Linked DNA regions of Mus musculus: region 2 is linked to region 1. Evidence: chromatin contacts called from public HiChIP or PLAC-seq data. All regions are on one chromosome and are shown on one strand. Each heading gives the region's core, a stretch centred on a gene start, on an enhancer-like site or on the middle of the called end of the contact. The rest is flanking DNA. Distances are from core to core; before and after follow the strand shown. Region 1 overlaps Tshr (thyroid stimulating hormone receptor). Region 2 overlaps Tshr (thyroid stimulating hormone receptor).

Region 1 (6,579 bases), core at 1,034-3,533:
GTCTCTGTAACTCCTTCCATGGGTGTTTTGTTCCCTAGCCTAAGGAGGAATGAAGTATCCACACTTTGGTCTTCGTTCTTCTTGATTTTCTTGTGCTTTGCAAATTGTATCTTGGGTATTCTAAGTTTCTGGGCTAATATCCACTTATCAGTGAGTGCATATCAAGTGACTTCTTTTGTGATTGGGTTACCTCACTAAGGATGATATCCTCCAGATACATGCATTTGCCCAAGAATTTCATAAATTCATTCTTTTTAATAGCTGAGTAGTACTTCATTGTGTAAATGTATCACACTTTCAGTATCCATTCCTTTGTTGAGGGAAATCTGGGTTCTTTCCAGCTTCTGGCTATTATAAATAAGGCTGCTATGAACATAGTGGAACATGTGTCCTTATTACCAGTTGGAACATCTTCTGGGTATATGCCCAGGAGAGGTATTGTTGGATCTTCCGGTAGCTGTTCTCATTTCTTAAAAACAAAGCAAAACAACAAACAAACAAACAAACAAACAAACAAAAAACCAAAACAACTCAGGGCTTAAATGGCTGTGTTGGGATTAAGGCGTTGGGGAGAAAGATGAGTCCCATCACCTATAGGTGACAAAGCAGACTCTGCCAATCACATCGCCCCTCCCCACCCCAGTCTCAGCTCTACTCTATACAGAAAGAGAAAACCTCATTTGATGTTGTGAGCTTTAGTTTCTCTCATCTTTAATAAAAGGATTTTTAAAAAAATGCTATGTGTAGGAGTGTTTACCTGCATGTGTGTCTGCGTACTCTGTGCATGTCTGATGACCTCAGAGGTGAGAAGAAGGTATCGGTTCCAGATGGCTGTAAACCACGTGTGGGTTCCAGAAACTGCACCTAGGCCCTCAGCAAGAGCAGCGAATGCCCCTAAACACTAAGCGATCTTTTCAGTCCCAAGCTAACTTTTAAAATTAGGAGCTAAAGAGGTAAAAAGGAGTTGGGAGAAGGGGAAGTTACTATTCGTGCTTACCTCACAGGACCTTTGGAAGTGGGGACAGTAACGGTTAAATGACATGTACAGTTCAAAATACCTACAAGATGGGGTTATTTTTCTTAACCGGTGAGAACCGGCTTTTGAGTCAGAAAGTTCTCTCTAGCTTGTGTCCTTGATTGAATTCTTCACCAAGCCCTCTATTTCTTCCTCTGTAGGTGGGAACAATGAAACCTACCAGTAAGGGCTGATGTGAGGATTAACTACACCACACACATAAACACACATACACATACATACACACACAGACACACATACATACACACATGTACATAATACACATACATACATATACTCACACATACATACACGGACACAGACACATACACACACAGACACAAAAGACACCCACACAGAAGCATGCACACATAAAAACACACATGCATACACACACACACAAATGCACAGAGAGAGTAAGAAAGCAAGAGCAAGCCAGGGAGCAAGTGAGCAAGAAAGACAGGGGAAGGGGAAGGAGAGGGGGAGGGGGAGGGGATGGGGGGAGAGAGATTAGTGACTGAGGCAGGAGCCAGGATTACTATCACTACTGCATCTTTACAGTGGAAGAAACAAACTGGGTAATTTAATAATTCGACACTCCACAAACCAGTGTTGTCTTAAACAGTTTTGGAGAGAGCTTATTTTCTTTTTCTCCCCATCTCATTAACCATCCATGGATCCATAGAATCAATTTATTTAGGGTTTCGAAAAACAAGAGCCACTGAGCTGTTAAGAGAAATTTGTACGAAAGAGACTTTCCGTTCTCAAAAGATCTTAGGCGAGAGACTAGTTTCCTACTGGTGTGCAGACAGAACCCAGGCTTTCCCCAGTAAGTCTCTTGTGGGGCTCTTTCTGGATGAGCACCCGGACAACAAACAGTGAGAGCGGAGGAGAGGAGCCGTCATCGGTGGACCGAAGCCAGCAAAGCTCATGAAGGCCTTGAGCCTGTGTCTACTGTGTATTCTTAATGTATAAAAACCACAAGGTGGGGCAGGCAAGCAAGCATGGTTAGGTCAGCAGACTGTCCATTGTTTCTGCTCTTTCTCTGGGTCATTCAGCTCCAGTTATCTGAAATCACGCTTGGCGAATAGGCAGCACAAAGAGTGCCTTAAGCAAAGCACTAAATAAGTCAATAAACCACCATCTAAAAGATCGGTCTTTTCTACCTCCAACTTGAACAGCACTTCTTCCTGCAGAGAGCAGACCTGAATTCACAGAGACTTCCTGGTGCACCCAGGAAGACACTGGGGGAGCTGAGGCGTCTTCTGGGGCTCCCTCTGCTGGTTAGTTGAAGGCTTCATTTGGCAGAGCAAAGCTCTGCGGGATGCTCTCCAAATTAACAAGATATGGTCAGAGAGAGGTAGAAAATTAACAGTGATAAATCCTGGGAGTCTAGGTCATCATGTAGCCCAATAATTCATTTAAAAGTGATTCAAATCTCAGAGGAAAGAGGTGGCTTATTGGTAAAGCAAAGGCTATCAGAATGCTCAAATAAGGCTTCTGGGTTTGTTGTTGGGGCCTTGGGATTTAATTGACATTTCACAGACAGGAACAAGAATTGTTGATTCAATTTCTGCTGATGTCTTTATTTAATTCGATCCTTTTAACAGAACACTATAACTTCTTGCATAGAATGTAGGTTATTTATAAGGGCACAAAAAGTATTTTTTTTTTAACTGATGGATATTAAAGGAGAATAGACTAGAATAGAATTCTCTATTTTTTAAATAAAGAATTTAGATCAAATCAAGCAGAACCAACAAGGAACTGAGTTTTGGGATCGTTTCCTTTTAAGACTTGCACAAAGCACATAGACATTCCAGGAAATCATGTTACTTTCTCTGCAGAACATCCTACACAGGGAAATGGAAATGGATAATGTCTGATTTATATATAGACTGCTTAGCCCGAGCGAGAAGGGTCCCAGTTATCTGGCTGTGTGGTATGGATGCGATGACATCCTTTGGAGAGCAGAGAGAAGGCAGAGCAGCAGCTCCCAGAGTGAATGAGGCTGCACCTTCAGGTTGGAAATGTTTGCGAGGTGGGTGAACTGGTTCTCACCCCAGTGTCTGTGGCGAGTTGTGAATAGTGCAGCCTAATTGCAATTTATGTAGGGATAGCCTTAGCCCCTGTAACAGTTACTTTTCTGTTACTGTGATAAGACAGCATAATCAAGGCAACCTGTAGAAGGTAAGGTTTATCTGGGGGTATGGTTCCAGAGGAGTAAGAAGAGTCTGTCGCCATTACCGTGGGGGAGGTTCAGCTGCAGGCAAGCCTGGCAGCTGGGGCATTCCAATGAGAGCTCCCATCATAAGGAGCAAGCAGGGGAAAGAACCGAAAATGGCTCATGGCTTGGAAGCCTCACACCATGTTCCCACTGATAGACGTCTTCCAGGAAAGCCATACTTTCTACCCCTCCTCAAACAGTTCCACCACCGAGGGGCCAAGTATTCAAATATCAGAGCCTGTGACGGACATTCTCATTCCAACCACCACACCCACTAAATAGCCATTCCTTGCCTACTGGGCAGACCCTAGCATCCTGTAACCAGTAGATACAAACCTTTTGGGATACATTAACAAAACCATAGGTTCTGCCAACCAAGAAACTACGAGTCATCAGCCAACACGGAAAGCTCATAGGATTTTTCCACTTTGCTGTAGCCACTTCGGTTTCCACAAAGGTTATCTGAAAAGCGCCTTGTTTCATGACCTTTCCCTCCTCTCCGTTATTATAAAAACACTCCATGAACGTGCTTTGACACCAGAACATGAATTTGGCTCTTAGGCTATTGTGCTATTTTGTTATGGTCCCACATTTATTTCCCCCCAAGTCCCAGGATTCCACATGTTGACATATTGTGCCCTTACGGACTTGTGGACTGGGTCACAAGTTAGAGCTGTGGGCTGTAACCATGCTGTCGCTGTGGGATGTAGCCTTGCGGTCTTCTTGGTGTCAGTTCACTTAGAGCAGGTCCCATACCATGTGCCATCTGCTACCTGTCTACAGGCACTCCTGTCAGTTTGCAGACTGTCAAACGAACCTTTGTGAGCTCATTTGTCATCATTGGCTAACACGCCCTCTGGCAGTCACATTATCCTTTAGTTGCCCTTGCTCTGCTCTAAACTTGGCTTTTTAATGCCCCCCTCACGCTAAAGTTTATCCTTAATCCCTAGACTTTTCTTTTCCCCTCTCCTCGCTAGGATCTGCAATAAAATCCGGGAAGAGTGGCAGTGTTAACGATAAAATGAAGCATAATCTCTTCATCTGTCACTATTAATTATCTTCAAGTTTTGTTCTCCACCGACAAAATTTGTTTCTTTTCTTCCTCTTTCTAAATGGACCCAGACCTGGTTATTGAACGTCTGGACTGTGATTTTTTTTTTTTTTAAGAAAAATATTCAGGGTGTCTTGAAGTGTTACACGAGTTCTCAAGTCTGCTCTCTGAGTAGGGAAAGCTTCTTGCCTGGGGAAGGGGAATGCTCCCCCTCTCTTGAGTGTGCACTGGTGAGTAACTTTCACTAAGAGTGTGAGTTGCATAAGAGGGTAGAGAGTTACAGGCTAAAAAGATGGATTAGGAGGTGGCAGAGAGATGCAGGGGTTACAGTAAGCAGTGTGTGCTATATGCATTATGGAATTGTCAAAAAAAAAAAAGGTCAGTAAAACTATTTTTAAACTACTGGAAAGATAAAAGGATGGACTTGTTTGTATTTTATTGAGAAGTGAGAATCTATCTATCTATCTATCTATCTATCTATATATCTATCTAACTATCTCTCTATCTATTTCTTTGTAGAATAGTGTTTCTCAGCCTGTGTGTAGTGACCCTTTTGGGATTCAAATGACCCCTTCACAAGGGTAGCCTAAGACCATCAGAAAACACTTTATGATCTGTAACAGTTGCAAAGTTATAGTTATGAAGTAGCAAGGAAAATAATTTTATGGTTGGTGGTCACCACAACACGAGAAACTGTATTAAACGGTCTCAGAATTAGGAAGGTTGAGACCCATTAGTTGGACTCAAGATATAATATGAATTTGAAGCACCAGAACTTGGTGAGTTTTGAAAACCATATATGGACTTGCAAATTATTCAAGAGAGAAAAATCTAGAAACTATTCGGTCTGCATTTTAATATCATTCATAAATTTCACTATTTACTTGTGTAGTACCTTTAAACAATATCCCCCTCTAATTTGTGTTTTAGAAAGATTTATTTGCCTTTATTTTTTGTGTATGGGTGTTTTGCCTGCATGTATGTCTGTGAACCGTGTGTGTTTGGTGCCCATAGGGTTGAGAAGAGGGCATTGGATCCTCTGAAAGTAGAGCTAAAGACAATTATAGGTACGAGAAAAAGAATCCGGGTCTTCTTCAAGAGCCCCAAGCACTTTTTAATTGCTGAGACATCTCTAGTCCCCTCAGTCTTGTCCCTTAAAACAGATGCCACTCAACTTATGTTGCCAAAATCAACTCTGCCACACTTTGACAAGGATCAATCTTGGGTAACAAATGTAGAAACAGGCTTAACTTTAGGAGGCTTTATCAGACATGTTCTATCTGCAGCCTCCTCCTCTTCAGAGTCTAATAAAAGTGATCCCACAGAGCATGGACACTGTCCTTCTAAGGAGCCAGTGAAGAGCCAGAGGATGGAACCCAGGTAACCAGGGATGTAGCTTTGATCACTAGGAGACAGTGATAAAATATAAGGATAGTAAATTCCTTCCTTGGGGGCTAGCCAGGGCATGGGTTTCCATGCGGTCAATGGACAGAGGTGTGGTATTTCACATGAGTGCAGGAGACAAGAGATGTTGGATTCCTTGGAACTGGAGTAACAGGCAGTTGTTATCTGCTCAGCAGAGGTCTGGGAATTGAATTTTTGTCCTCTGTCAAAGTAGTATGCACAGTTAACTCTGGGCTGATTCTCCAGCCCCCAGATTTTTGACATATCTCAGATATACAAGATGAGAATGTTCTGGCATCCTTTCAAATAAATTCTCCCGAAAAATCTTAATAGAAAGACAAAATTAAAAAAGCTTTAGAACAGATAACTTCTGAAATAATTTCTAGTCCTTATAATAATTGCCGCGTGGGTAAATGAGTGAGAAGAGCAGTATTTTCACAGTCTGGTTGCTGGGAATGGATCTCAGGCCCTCTGGAAGAGCGGTTGGTGCTCTTAGTCGCTGAGCCATCTCTCCAGGACAAGAGCAGTATTTCCAAATAACAGGAATAACCCAGAACACAGACAGACAGACAAAAAGACAGACAGACAGACAAAAAGACAGAGACAGAGAGACAGGGATACACACACACACACACACACACACACACACACACACACCCCTCCCAAATAAATCAGAATAACCCACCACCACCAAAAAACCCAACTATCTACATAATCACAGGTTTTGCTAGAATTATGGGATCTTCTGAAGTCATTCTAAACACAGACGATAAATGACTAGAAGATGAAGAAACAGTTTCAGTGAGAGGCGAGTGAGGGTGGAAGGGAGAACCTGTGGGGTTCCAGTAAGGTCTAGTAACAATGCTTCCCCAGTAATAATCC
Region 2 (6,579 bases), core at 2,417-4,916, 100 kb before region 1:
CTTCTCCATTTACCAATAGTCAACTTAGCAGCAGCTGGCTGTGTGGCCTCAATAAATACTATCTGTCTTTACTGTTATAGTCGTGGGGATGAAATGTCTTAGATTTATCAGGTCGCTGATTATTGCTTTGTGAAAGTTCCTTGCCGACCTCTGCAATGTCTGAATCTTCAGGCTCACTTTTCCATTTCCTTACCAGGGTTTTTATCTCTCATGTTAACAAGTATTCTTTGCCTGGTGACCCCCCCCCCTCCAGTTATTCATTAACACTCAAGAGTGAGCGTTGCCACTGGCTGATTTTGTTTCAGGGCAATTGTGAAGAAAGGTGACCGTTATTGTTATGGGACTTCAAAATGTCAGGTTACATTCCATCATGGAGGGGAGAGGGGCCCATGAGTCCCTACCCCAACTGATGACACTGACACTGCCTGGCTTTTGGAGAGGGAGAGTGGGTCTCTTTAAGGGTGTGGCCTCTGGTAGATCTCCCCCACTCCAGAAAACTGCTCACACTTGAGAGTATTTTGGCAGCACAAATTGGACTCATTGGGTTATTTTAAAAAACAAAGGAAGAGGTGGAGGGAAAGGGGGAGGGAGGGAGAGGGAGGGAGAGGGGAGCGTTTCTGGGAAGAGGGAGAGGGAGACATGAGGAATGAATATGATCAAAATATATTTACATATGTGGGGATTTCTCAAAGAATTGATAAAAGTATTGTGCTAATGAAATGTCAGCTATGGTATCTTTTTAAAAAAAAATACTTCTTCACAAAGGAAACTTGAAATCCCTGAGCTCTTAGTAGGGAGGTATTTCGATGCTAGCATTTTGCATGAATGGGTTAGAGTGTATGATGGTTGATATGGCCTGTCAACATGACAGAATCTAAAATAACAGAGGAGATGAGTCTCTTGGCATGCCTGTGAGGAATTACTGAGATCGGGTTAAGTGAAGTAAGAAATACCCCCTTTAAAAAGAAGTGAGAAAGCCTACCATCCCGTGGGACGGGATCCTGGACTAAATAAAAAGGAGATAGCTAGTTTAGCACATACATTCATCTGTCTGCTTCCTGACTAAAGATGCAGGGGACTAGCTTGCTACCAGGCTTGCCCTGACGTGATGGACTGTGTCACCTTGGACTGTGAGCTAAAGTCACAAACAGACCCTTTCTCCTGTAAGATGCTTGCCAGGGAAGGTAACTAACACAGCAGGCCCATGTCTCCAGAGAGACACATTCAGCCAGTCCTTTCTCTTTTTCTTCCATGTTTCTCTCTTGACACAGGCCATACACATCCCCTCTAAATCCTGTGCCACAAAGGTTCTGTGCTGAGCACAATACCTCTGAGTGTCGGCTCCTGTGAGTTATCTGTCTCACTTTCCCTCTCCTCTTACCTTTCTTATTCGGGATTTGCCAGACACTGGCTCCTTTGCCCTTGTAGATTTATATACCTGAAATTCTCCTTTCTCCTCTTTCATCATCTTTCATCTGAGAAGGAAGAGGAAATATGACTGGAGGCTCAACTTATCATCTTTTAATTTTAGCCACCAGTTACTGAGCATATTGAACTGGGCACTGTAGATAAATGCTGCCAAATGCTGGGCTAGACCAGACAGTCTCCCAGCTATGCTGCTGATGGAGAAAGAATTCCCTGAAGAAAATTCCTAAACTGAAAAACTTAGGGTCATTTTAAGGTCCTTGAAGCTGTATCTTTTCTTATTTATTCCATTTTTTTTTTTTAAATTAGGCCACTTTGCAACCAGGATTTTCCTTGTGTAATTTCTTAACTACAATCAGAAATTCAGTAGACAGTTAAAGTCTACAGGTTCATTGTGTTGTGTTATGAGAGCTCATGGAGTTGCCTGTTGCATTATGGATTCTACAATGAAAAATGCTCCCAAACAGGAATCTAGCAAGAGGCACTCTCTACCATAAGCAGATGAGAACAAAGGGACTCCCAGTCAGAATTTAATGAACACGATGGATTTCTAGGTCCTGCCAGAGACAGCGTGCCCATGTGACAGCACAGAGTTCCATTTTCCTTCCACTATTGTAAGAAAAGAACTCTAAGAGAGACACAAAAAAGTCTGTATTCACTCATGTTTGCACGGGACAAACCGTGGACATAACTCTGCATACCATGTTGTGCTGATGTTTGTGGCTTATTTGTTGAAACACAAGATGATCTCAGATGGACCAACTCCTCCATCAGTTAGCTGCTCACTGCTGGGATTGTCTAGCTAATTATAGCATCATTAAGTAAAAGTTGCTGTAGAACATAACACACTAGGTTTTTTTTTTTAACCTTTACAACATTGTCCTATGCATCATCAACTCCTTTAATCATAAGTAATTGCATCAATATGAATAAAACCATCAAAACTTATGAGAGGAATAGCAATGGAGAGGCCATAATTTTTTTAAGTCAACAGTACAAGATAAAATTTGTGTAGGCATGTTTAGCAGAGTCTCATAGGCATTCATTAAAAGTAGATTTATTTGTATGTATGTACAGACATGAAATAGAGAAAGGGAAGAAACAACTGTACTGTTTGCTCTTCAGGTTCATCACTGTGGAGGGACATTGGTTAACACATATGGACTAGCTAATAAACTATGAATTTATGTGACATCTTCGAGTTGAGGACACTTCATCAGTGTTGTTTCCTGGGGTTCACGCAGCATAATTTCCTATGTTCCATTGTTTGTATCATGGTAAAAGACAAACACAAAGCCACGCTTGATTTGCACAATTAACTGTGGTAAAATTGTTCTACAAGAGGAACTTATGGATTTTTGGATTATTTTCTAGGAGGTGAAACATTATTCGAGAGCATTTAGCATAGATATAAAAGCATATATTCTGAATGAATAAATCCAGGGCAGTGGTTCCTAGGATTTTAGTAATTTTTTTCTTTATTTAAAATAAAAAACAATTCCTTTGAAGGATGATAATGGCTGTATTTTTAGTTGATTAAAGAAGAAACTAGTATGTGTCTGACTCTGAGGATCTCCCCATTTACTCTGTCACCTCTCTTCCTCCAAAAGGAAGCCTACCAGTTAGGATTCGCTCTGCAAACGATGCCTCACTAGTTAGGGTACACTCTGCAAATGATGCCATTATAGATGCATTATAGTAATGCTGCCATTATAGATGCCAACTACAGATACTTGGGTTTCCCCCACTGCAGAGCCTCATTTATTAATTAGGTCTCTCACTACTGTAGCCACCGGCATAGGAAAAAAATACTATTTTAAATCACAGCATTTAAGTCATAGCATTTTAGTGTCTTTGCTGTGACCTCGAAGGTGGGGCAGTGTCTTTAGAAGCATGAGGCACTTGGGCTGGTGCCTCAGCAACGTGGCTCCTGAGCCAGGCACTGCAACACATCTGCTTGCCTTTGGTTTGCAATGATTTCGCAGTCAGTAAGTAGAGCAGCCTATCAGATTAGTCTTCTGGTTGAATCCCTAGGACATTCCCTCCTCCAAGATGACTGCTACAGGAGTTCCTCTGAGCAACCCAGCAAGAAAGACAGGGTCCATGTGGACATGGGTTTCCGAGCTAGATTCTTGTCTCCTTTGAGGGACCTATGATTCCTTCCTTATAAGCAGCTAGGAGATACAGAAGAGCTGTCACCAAGTACCCAGGATGTGGTAAAGCCAGGGTTAAAGGTAAAGAAGGCACATGGGGAGTTGAAGAGGGCCACATCCTGTAAAGAGTTCTTTGGCTACTACTACTATCTTCACAGCCGCCCTGCAGGGGGCCTTCTTCCTCATCTGATCATTTTCTCCACGAGATGATTCTGAGGAGTCTTTTAAAGTCTGTGCTTTGAATGTGGCTTATATTTTCTTGTAGTCTTTCTCACCTACCTCTCCCCACCCCCACAGGTCCTTTAATAAGGTCTCTGTTAAACCCTAGTAACTAGAACTAGTATTTTGTTTTTCTATAGACCTCTTAAGGCTCTTCTTACATTAAGTGTAAATAGCCACTTATTTACACTTCTCTTACATTTCGTCTTAGCCTATCTAAGAGGAGAGTGGTTGTCTCTTCATTATAGCTTCTATGGAGTTCAGCAGGCATTTGACAAAATACCCAAGATAGAAGTGAACGAATGAGCTCTACCCTGACCAGTCTTGCATAGGCTGGCTCTCCTCAGGAATCGAAGAGAACAAGAGAGCATAAAGTTCTTTGGCAGAGGGTGGTGGTTAGAGCTAAAACTGACTTCCTTTAGGACCAAAATGTTACCCAGGATCACAACTCAATAAAAGAAGACAGACAACCCAACAGAAAAAGGGACACAAGATTTGAACAGACCCTTTTCAAGAGAAAAATATAAAAATGTGAGTAAGGATATTAAACGATGATTAGCATCACTAATTTCAGGGAACCACAAACCGAGACCACAATAAGATACCGTTTACACGTCCTGTAATGACTAGAATCAAACAGATGAATAGAAAAGCTAGGTGGGGTAGTGAATGCTGGAAGTTACTTGGGAGCTAACAGCAGGAGCTGTTTCAAAACTGTGTCTCTAAAAACTAAGAGCTTGGGATGTAGCTCAGAGCTTACAATGTTTGCCTAATGTATGCAAGCCCTGGGTTCAGTTTCCAGCAGTACACACACATTCTCACACAAATACACATCAATAAGAAAGAAAAAGAAAGTTGGCTGGCATGAAGTTCTCATGTATTGTTAATAGGAATAGAAAAAAAATGAGACCACCAGGGGTGGCGAGATGGCTCAGTGGTTAAGAGCATTGGCTACTTTTTCATTACCCAGCACTCACAAGGCAGCTCACAACTGTCCGTAACTCTAGTTCCAGGGGATCTGGCCCCCTCACACAGAGACATACATGCAGGCAAAAATACCCTTGTACATAAAAAGTAAATCATTTAAAAAAAAAATCAAAGATGCATCAGGATGCTAGAAAGAACTTTACCATGAGATTTCTGCTAAGACTATGACCTTGTGGTAACCACAAAAAGCACCAAAGAAAACAAAGACTTACTTTATTTAAACCAAGAGAGTTGGCAGCACCATGCCTGGGGTTTTTCAAATGCTGAACTTGAAAACAGTTGACAGCAACAAATGCTTATTTTTGTTGCTACATGTAATACAAACTCAAGGATATAAACACAAAGATTGTCTCTTCTTAAGAGGTACTTATAATAGAAATCGGGACTATTATGGTAATTATCATGAGTACGCTAAGTACTGTTAAGGTGAGTTACATAATTTAGAATCTGGAGAGTCCTGATTGTTACAGAGAGCATTACATTTCCACATATTGTGTTCTTTGCTGTTATAAACACAAAGAGCTCCTCTTTCAAAATAAAGGGGGAAGGAAAGAAGGCAGTCAAAGAATAGAAAATATAAAAATGGAAAGGGAAGATTGAGTATCTTCATGACAAAATTTAATCAATAAAAATATTATCAAATTCCCAAACTAAATTAAAAGGCCTTCTTGGGGGTGGGGTGGGGCATAAGGACGGCAGAATAGATGGTGTCCTAGATTTGTGCCTGGTGGAAATCAAATTCTTCTTTGAGAAATGACCTTGAGAAAAGATGGTACATAGGCAGGTTTGATGATATTTTGTTGACTGTTGAGAGAAAACTATTCCTTTACCAAGATACCACATGAGGCAGAAACACACATAATATAAAATCCCCCTTTCTTTGGATTTTCCAGGTTTAGCTTGTAGACCAAATGGCAACCAAGCCATGGACAGCTATTTGACACTCAATTATAGTGCATCAGCCGTTCACTGGGTATTTGCTAATTTCTGTTGTGGTGAGGGCGTTATGAAACTACAGGGCACAGTCCCTTTCCTGTGGGACCGTCAAATCTAATTAGGGGAAGACTGTGGGAAAGAAAAATGAAAAATTTGATACAACAGGTTCAAGAGAAAAATTACAGAGACATTACAGGTCATGCATACACAATTTATGAACTTCTATGCTTCTCATTTGAGAAATGATACTGTTTTTTGTTTTTGTTTTTTGTTTTTTCTCTTACTGAACTTCCAAGTGCTGGCGATTTCTTTAACTGTCCGCCTATATTTTATTTGATTTAATTAAATTTTTGTTAATATAATGATTGGTACTTGTTAGCTTTTGAACCCAGGACCTGAGGCTCCTCCCAGGACCACTCAGTAACAGTGGCTCCTCCCAGGACTCCTTGTTAGCATTTCCTCTAGGTTCTGCCCAACAGTTACCTAGCAACTGGGCCTCCCCTTCCCTCCCCTCTCCTCTTTTTTCCTCCCCTCTCCTTCCCCCCCTCCTCAGGTGTTCCCTGCTGCTCTCTCTGTGTCTCCGTCCGTCTCTCTGTCTTCTCTGTTTCCTTTCTTTCTCTGCCTCTACTTCCTTACCCAGAATCCTCTCTAGGTCCCCCACAAAATTATGTTAGACCCATCTTATGGCTGATACCTGGGGTGGGATGGGGGTGTGTGTGTGCTTTGTTATAGGCCCCTAAGGCACCCGTCCTGCTGCATCATACAGAGTTTTATAAAACACATCACTCCTCACCCTGCCCACTACCCTAAACCTCTCCCTCCCGGGGCCATGTTGCCTACTACGCTCTCGTTGCCTGCC

Evidence for each region. HiChIP or PLAC-seq counts read pairs in DNA pulled down with a chosen protein or histone mark.
Region 2: an H3K27ac HiChIP or PLAC-seq map of T-cell acute lymphoblastic leukemia shows a contact between it and region 1, with 5 times the contacts expected there. The contact joins two enhancer-like sites. A contact is called at or near these places in 5 of 484 Hi-C or Micro-C datasets (CD4 T cells, brown adipocytes, cerebral cortex and 2 more) and 3 of 115 datasets of contacts at active chromatin or transcription factors (T-cell acute lymphoblastic leukemia, extraembryonic endoderm stem cells and neural progenitor cells).

What each region holds. Positions count from the first base shown.
Region 1 is chr12:91,419,020-91,425,598 of GRCm38.p6, reverse strand. All of the region lies in intron 1 of Tshr (thyroid stimulating hormone receptor), which reads right to left. Among named protein-coding and RNA genes, the nearest start is that of Tshr, 21 kb to the right of the region's middle. Within about 2 kb of position 2,283, at least 18 of the 459 cell types and tissues checked have an H3K27ac peak or open chromatin away from gene starts, as enhancers often do. A contact at or near this core is called in T-cell acute lymphoblastic leukemia, where this site is marked.
Region 2 is chr12:91,520,943-91,527,521 of GRCm38.p6, reverse strand. The region is part of intron 8 of Tshr (thyroid stimulating hormone receptor); the gene reads right to left. Among named protein-coding and RNA genes, the nearest start is that of Gm40541, 13 kb to the left of the region's middle. Within about 2 kb of position 3,666, at least 15 of the 459 cell types and tissues checked have an H3K27ac peak or open chromatin away from gene starts, as enhancers often do. A contact at or near this core is called in T-cell acute lymphoblastic leukemia, where this site is marked.